2 separate regions of the Sus scrofa genome follow, and region 2 is linked to region 1. Evidence: chromatin contacts called from public Hi-C data. All regions are on one chromosome and are shown on one strand. Each heading gives the region's core, a stretch centred on a gene start, on an enhancer-like site or on the middle of the called end of the contact. The rest is flanking DNA. Distances are from core to core; before and after follow the strand shown. Region 1 holds the start of WDR87 (WD repeat-containing protein 87). Region 2 overlaps SIPA1L3 (signal-induced proliferation-associated 1-like protein 3).

Evidence for each region. A called contact is a pair of places that touch in the nucleus more often than the background predicts.
Region 2: a Hi-C map of skeletal muscle shows a contact between it and region 1, with 2.3 times the contacts expected there. The contact joins the enhancer-like site here to the promoter of WDR87 in region 1. A contact is called at or near these places in 2 of 5 promoter capture datasets (fetal skeletal muscle and liver), 17 of 47 Hi-C or Micro-C datasets (alveolar macrophages, blood, embryonic fibroblasts and 10 more) and 2 of 2 datasets of contacts at active chromatin or transcription factors (alveolar macrophages and skeletal muscle).

What each region holds. Positions count from the first base shown.
Region 1 is chr6:46,900,319-46,903,847 of Sscrofa11.1, reverse strand. It overlaps WDR87 (WD repeat-containing protein 87), which reads left to right and starts at 1,927. Exons shown (of 6, transcript XM_021094329.1): 1 at 1,927-2,039; 2 at 3,218-3,264. The coding sequence starts at 1,965.
Region 2 is chr6:47,052,890-47,056,418 of Sscrofa11.1, reverse strand. It overlaps SIPA1L3 (signal-induced proliferation-associated 1-like protein 3), which reads right to left. Exons shown (of 25, transcript XM_021094330.1): 10 at 664-821. Among named protein-coding and RNA genes, the nearest start is that of DPF1, 100 kb to the left of the region's middle. Within about 2 kb of position 1,753, at least 5 of the 83 cell types and tissues checked have an H3K27ac peak or open chromatin away from gene starts, as enhancers often do. A contact at or near this core is called in skeletal muscle, where this site is marked.

The DNA of each region.
Region 1 (3,529 bases), core at 678-3,177:
TGAATCTGTTCTGTGTAGCTCTAAACACATCCCTTTTCCTCTCCGAGTTCATATTCCTCATATGTACAGTAATGTTATCTGCCTCTCAGTATTCTTTCAAGAACTAATGAAGTGATTGATGTAAAAGCATTTTTTTTTTTTCGTGGGCCCTCCACATGAGATGATGTTTTGCCTGCTGCTTCCCCCTACCCCCAAATCCAGCCATTGAAGCTCTGTGGCAACATAGGGCGTGGTCTTAGTCATGCCAGAGGGTGGGTTCTGCTGACCTTGCCTCAGGAGACCCAGGCCAAATGACCTGGAACTCCAGTAGCTCTCCAAACCAGTGGGTCTCAGACTTTAAGATCAGGGGCAAAGACTAGCTGGAGAGCTTATTAAAACTCAGATTTTGAGCCCTACCCTCGGAGTTTCTAATTTAGTAGGTGTAGGGTGGGGCCTGATAATTTGCATTTATAACAAGTTCCCAGGTGATGCTGATGCTGCTGTCCTGAGGATCACACTTAGGGACCATTCTTTAAACTGAAAAGTTCATCAATTTCCTTCATCTAGCAGACACAAGGACGGCTTCCATTGCCCTCTGCTGGCCAGACTATAAATTTAGCTGTAATGCTTCCAGAGCAACTGTAAAGTACAAAGTAAGTGTTGGAAGGAAATAAATACTTCTCTGAGAACCAAACCAGCCTAAAAACAGCAATCATAACTGTTTGCTGCCTCATAGTATACTTTAAAAGGTATTCACAGGAATTACCTTATGTGATCCTTGCAACAATCCTGTGAAGTAGGCCAGACTGGCATTTTCATTTTACGAGTGAGGAAAACAAGCCCATCAGATCAGTAATGACAGACTCCCTGACAGAGGGGACTTGTTAAAAGTAGGATTATTCACCATCCAACAGGAAAAGTAGAGGTTTGATCTCATGATGGCCAAAGAGAAGGGTATGGGGAGGAAGACGATGCATGGCAGACCTATCCCATGCAAGAGAGCTACTTGATTCCACATGCCTGGGAAAAGCCTGCAAGACTGAGTGGCTGGGCTACATGGGGCTGACTGAGTCCTGGGCACCCGATAAAGGCGATTTCCTGTTTCAGTAGTCAGACTTGAAGGTCCACAGACTCACCTAGGGAGCCCGTTACAAGTGAAGGACTCAGGGTCCTACCTCCACAGTTCTACTTCAGTACCTAAGGATCTGCATTTCAAGATGTACCTCTCCCCTAGGAATCCTGGTGCAGGAGATCCAAGGACCACACTTTGGTAACTACTAGTCCTTGTAAAAAGCTCTCTTGACGCACTACCACCAGCAAAGAACTATTATTTGCCTATGACAGTATTCCTTTCCAGCCTCTCTTCAGGTTTCTCTGTTCCCCTTACACATACTATCCTACAGGATTATAATAGCTGATGCCTAAATTTAACCCCCAACTTTATCTACCCTCCCCAAGCCTGAGTTTTCTCATCTATAAAATAGAGTAATCCCTACCTCACTGGACTATAGTGAAGATTAAATGAGAAACTATGTCTTATGCATAGTTCCTGACAGACAAAAAGGATCCAATAAACATGAGTTCGTGGCTCTTACCTTCTGATTTCTAGCTCCTCAAAAACTAGCAGTGGGAGTTCCTGTCATGGCGCAGTGGTTAATGAATCCAACTAGGAACCATGAGGTTGCGGGTTCAATCCCTGCCCTTGCTCAGTGGGTTAACGATCTGGCATTGCCGTGAGCTGTGGTGTGGGTCACAGACGCGGCTCGGATCCCACGTTGCTGTGGCTCTGGTGTAGGCTGGCAGCTCAGCTCCGATTCGACCCCTAGCCTGGGAACCTCCATATGCCGCGGGAGCGGCCCAAGAAATGACAAAAAAAGACAAAAAAAAAAAAAAAAAAAAACTAGCAGTGGCTAAGCTGGCCTCTTTTGGATTCCCACAGGTTTTTAAGCAGCAGTCCTGAGGTGGACCAGGGGATAATCAAGGCGATGTCTTCCCCCAGACTTATTCCCCTGTGGAAGGATCTTAAATACCTTATAAATGACATGATACATAAGCGCCAGGTAATGTACATGTAGGATATAAACATGTGATTGGCTCCTATCCATCTTGATTGTTATGAGCCCTTCAGAGGCGCACAACTCTTGCAAGAAATTAGGAATCGAGCAGGGTGGACTGTGAAGACAATTGTCCCCTTAGTAGAAAGTGGGCCATCAACTTCCAAATGAGTCTAGAGACCTCTTGCAAGGATATTTTGTTAGTGAGAGGTGAACACTTTGGCATATTGTCAGAAAAAGTAACCCCCTTGGAAGAAAGATTTTTCTAAAAGAGAAGAGAGAAGGCACCAGAGAGAACATCTGCCGGCCTCAGTTTTGCTGTGACTGGCTCTGCGTGATAGGATCCCAGTTAGGTGCATGTTTCATAGCACATGCTCTGTCACAGTGGGATAATATATAGTGTATATATATCCTTTCCTCGGTCAAATTTAAAAGCCAGGTAGGGTGTCCTAAAAGTCTTACTCAGTGCAGTTTTAGGCTCTAATAACTTAAAGCTGCATTGACTTTTGGGACATTCTGTTACTTTACATGTAGTCATATGGCAGTGCACTTGCCTTGGTAATCTGTTAAAATGGGTCTTTTATGGTATGTGTACCTTTTATTTTATTTATTTACTTATGGCCGCACCCAAGGCATATGGAAGTTCCCAGGCTAGGGGTCGAACTGGAGCTGCAGCTGCCGGCCTACACCACAGCCACAGCAACGCAGAATCTGAGCCACATTTGCAGCCTGCGCCACAGCTTGTGGCAATGCCGGATCTAACGCACTGAGCGAAGCCAGGGATCGAACCCACATCCTCACAGATACCGGTCGGATTCCTTCCTGCTGAGCCACAACGGGAACTCTGGTATATGTACCTTTCAGACAGAAGAGAGAAGGTTAGAGGACAGGTACGGTAACTTCATGTTGGAAGAACATCAGTTTTCCCCTGTGCTCACACTATAAAATTTGCATGCATAGGCCAGCTATAGCTATTTGGTTCTCTCTTGTGTTGTGGGTTTTGTTACATGCTTGTGAAATGCAAATGTGCCACAGGTGATAAATTGTGTATGTGCGGATGTCACAAGAGTGGCCCTTGGGGCTGAGGCATGACTTTGGGAACGGCTTCAGTTGTGACTTGTGTGAGGATATATTTAGTGCTTATATATTCGTGTTTTCTTAGTTTATGCCATGCCTCTCCCCAGCAAACAGATGACCCAAAGACTGATGTAGTTGTGTTGAGTGACCGGTCCCAGATCCTGTTCAAAGAGTCTCGCCATCCTCAAAATATGCCACTTATATGCTATTATGTCAGTGATGCCAACTTCTTTGCTTCTCTCTCTTGGGTGACAACAAGCACAAAAGAAATACAGGTGAAATTACTCAGACTTTCTTCTCCCCCCCGCCTTTTTTTTAAAGGGCCGTACATGTGGCATATGGAGGTTCTCAGCCTAGGGTCGGATAGGAGCAGTAGCTGCCAGCCTACACCACAGCCACAGCCACGTGAGATCCAAGCC
Region 2 (3,529 bases), core at 504-3,003, 150 kb before region 1:
GAGGCTCATGTCACTTACTAATCTGCAAACTAAGAGCCCTCGGCTCTGCCTCCTGAAGGGGCCCTGCCTGCCCTGCCTCCATCCTCCCATCGTCCGATTTTCTTCAGGCCACCACTCCTGTGCCTCTCAGCCCTGGCACGGCTGGTGGTCTTACTCTAGGATGGGTGGGGACCTCAAACAGGTCAATGAGCCTCAATTCTTGGGCTTCTTTTCCTGGGAAAGGAAAACTCTCTTTTTTCGGGCTTCGCAGCTGGAAAGACGTTAAGCTCCAAGCTTCCACCAAAGAAAGCAATAGCCAGGGGAGTGGGGCGCGTCCAGCTAGGCCTGGACTCGTCATTGATAAGAGCCAACACATATACCTGCCCTGCTGAGTGTGTTTTCTGTCACTTGCAACCACAAGATTCCAGATAAGTACACATCCCTCCGCCTTCCTTATCAAAAGTGGGGTAACATGCCCCTTGCTGGTGGAGAATCACTCCCTCAGAAGGCGTAGGGACGTGTGGACAGAGCTCCCCTACCGAAGCACAAACAAGAACGGCAGGAGCGCGCCCACCTGGGCCCCAGCTCCACCCTTCACCCCGCTCCGCCGCGGGACACAGGTAAGAAGCGTCTGTGATTTTCTGGGTGTGGGTGGGGGGAGGGCCGCGGTCAGCAGGTGCGCACCTGTAGCAGACGTTATCGGTGCAAGGGTTATGGGCTCGGACGATGATGAAGACGTGCTGAAAATGCGAGCGGATGTTTTTGGGGGTGAAAGGCAGCGCCCCAGGCTCCTGGAAGATGATGGTCACGATGTCGTTTCCTATGTGCCTCTTCCTCAGCAGCTGGTCAACGGGAGGCAGCCCGGGAGAGGAAAACGTCACAGGTCAAGGGTCGTTATCTGCTCCGTTGTCACCACGCTGATGTCTCCTCCCCGCCCCCACCCCCTTGCTCCCCCTACTCCAGCCACGCCGGCCTCCTGCTGCTCCTCGAACACACTAGAGATGCTTCCCCCTCAAGGCCCCTGCAAAGACTGTTCCCTCCGCCTGGAACATTCTTCCCCCAGATCTCCACATGGCTCGCTCCCTCCCTCCCTCCCTCCTTCAGGTCTTGGCTGAAATGTCACCCTCCCTCGAGGCCATCGCTGACTGTCTTATCCATGATGTCACCCCCTCAACATCCCCTCTCTGCCGTTCTGCCTGGGGACCTAACACTTATCCACGCTGAGCACACGGCGGCTTCCCCTCTTCCTTTTTTTTTTTTTTTTTTTTGTCTTTTTGCTATTTCTTTGGGCCGCTCCCACAGCATATGGAGGTTCCCAGGCTAGGGGTCGAATCGGAGCTGTAGCCACCAGCCTACGCCAGAGCCACAGCAACGCGGGATCCGAGCCGCATCTGCAACCTACACCGCAGCTCACGGCAACGCCGGATCATTAACCCACTGAGCAGGGGCAGGGACCGAACCCGCAACCTCATGGTTCCTAGTCGGATTCGTTAACCACTGCGCCACGACGGGAACTCCTCTTCCTTTTTTTTCTTGTCTGTTTCTTCCCACTAATGTCTCGGCTCCATGAGAACAGGGGTTGTGCCTGTTTTGTTTGCTGCTCAGGGCTGTATCCTCAGTGCCGAGGGCAGGGCCAGGAAACAGCAGGTGCTCAATGAACATCTGCTGGAGGAGAGCCTGGGCTGGCAGCTTTTTGACTTGCTCAAGGCCATGCTCAGCGGTGAAGGCAGAGTCAGACCGGAGCCTGTGGGCGGGGCCCTTCTCTGACCACGCCTTCACCCGAGTTGAGAGCCTTGTGCCTGGGCTTAGGATGAGCCTACAGGAGCCCTGTCCCTTCGTGCCTGCTTGTCACAGTCTCTGAGAAAGACGCAATGAGGTATCAGCATTTTACTGATTTGCTGAAACGACACTGTTCTTATTTATACAAGTTTAGTCTTCACCTAACTGTTAGGGATCCCTGCTGGTGACGTGAGATCTGCAGCTGGGAGTCACGGGTAACTCCATGTGAGGCGGCCAGTCACACTTAACAGCCCAACTCACACTGCTGTACTGTTTGCTCCTCATGTGTGTTTTACACCGGATTAAACTGCTGGATGAAGTACCCGTTCGCTGCGGCCGGCCCCGTACCAGGCATTGTACATCTCGTTTTATTTTTACAACCAGCCTGTGAGGCATTAACTCATCCCATCCCCTTTGACTGATGAGAAGTTAGGCTCATTGGGGGTTAAACATCCTGCCCGAAGTCACGTGGCTATGGAGGGACAGAGCCAGGATTCCAATCCACTTCTGCTTGACTGCACAAACCAAGCTTTTCCCTTGTGCCTCTCGAATGGGCCAGGAGGAGGGTCTGCTCGCCTCCTGTGCACCTCCGGTGCCAGGCCCTGCCTGCAGCTCCAGATTCAAGCCCGTGACTCTGAGACCTGAGCCTGTCATTCTGCCCATATCACCAAGAGGTGAGATTACACAGCTAGGATGCGGCCGAGAGAGAACTCCGACTGAGGCCCAATGAGATCACCGCTCTTACAGCCCACTATTGGGTGAACCTTCTGAAATCAGATATTTGACCATTTGGGGGCCAATAAAATCTATAATGTTATCTGTACCAACAGAAAAAACAAACACTTCCTAAACCATCGAAACAGCATGGGGCTTCCGTTCATATGAAACTGTTCCCAGACCAAGTATGTGTGGCGTGTCCAGGAGAATGGGCGCCTGGTGTCAGCTGTTGTGCCCAACCGGCACCTCCTCCTCCTCTCGGCAGCCGTGTCCATCCCCTTGGGGAAAGCATCTTCCTGATCTCCGTCAATGGTCCAGGCTGAGCTGACCCCACTCACCCCCTCTAGGGGTGGGCATGTGCTGCAGGCCTGGCCAATCAGCCCATTTTATCCCTGCTCTGGGCCTGGCAAGTGAGTGGTCCAAAGAGAGTCAGCCCTGACATGTTTGTGGGACACCTGGAAGGCACAGCTCTCTTCTTCCTGCAGTAGCGACGCTGGTGGGATGTACAGGGAGGGCTGCTAGAGGGTATCTTTGCCACTACTTGGGAAGGCCTGTGAATAAGGCCACTATGAAGAAAAGCAGAGGTGAGAAAGGGATAGAGTTTCCAACATTGGTAGAGCCCCTGGATCCAGCCATACCTAAAGCCAGCCCTCTCCTAGTACTTGGGAATTACATAACCCACTAAATCCCACTTTTTGCTTCTGCCAGTTTGATTTGCGCTTCTGGCACTTGCAGCTGAAACAAGGTTGACTGATTCACTAACCCCCACCCCCCACTGGAACCCAGTGTCTCAAGAGGACCCTTGAGGGGAGCTGGGTAGTAAGGTAGCCAAGCGCCAGCGAGAAAAAAAATGACCTCAAACGACACCTGACCTAGGCTCCAACCCCAGGCAATGCAAATGCAGGGCAGAGGGGCTCTAGGGCCAAAGGTCTCCATCTGCTGCACAGAATGGTATCAGGAGAGCCAGTGCTGGGCCGGCAGGCAGCTAAGAGCCGCGGGAAGGGAAAGGGCCTGGGGCTCAGCTGTGCAGCAACTGGAAGTCATGGGGGCCCCA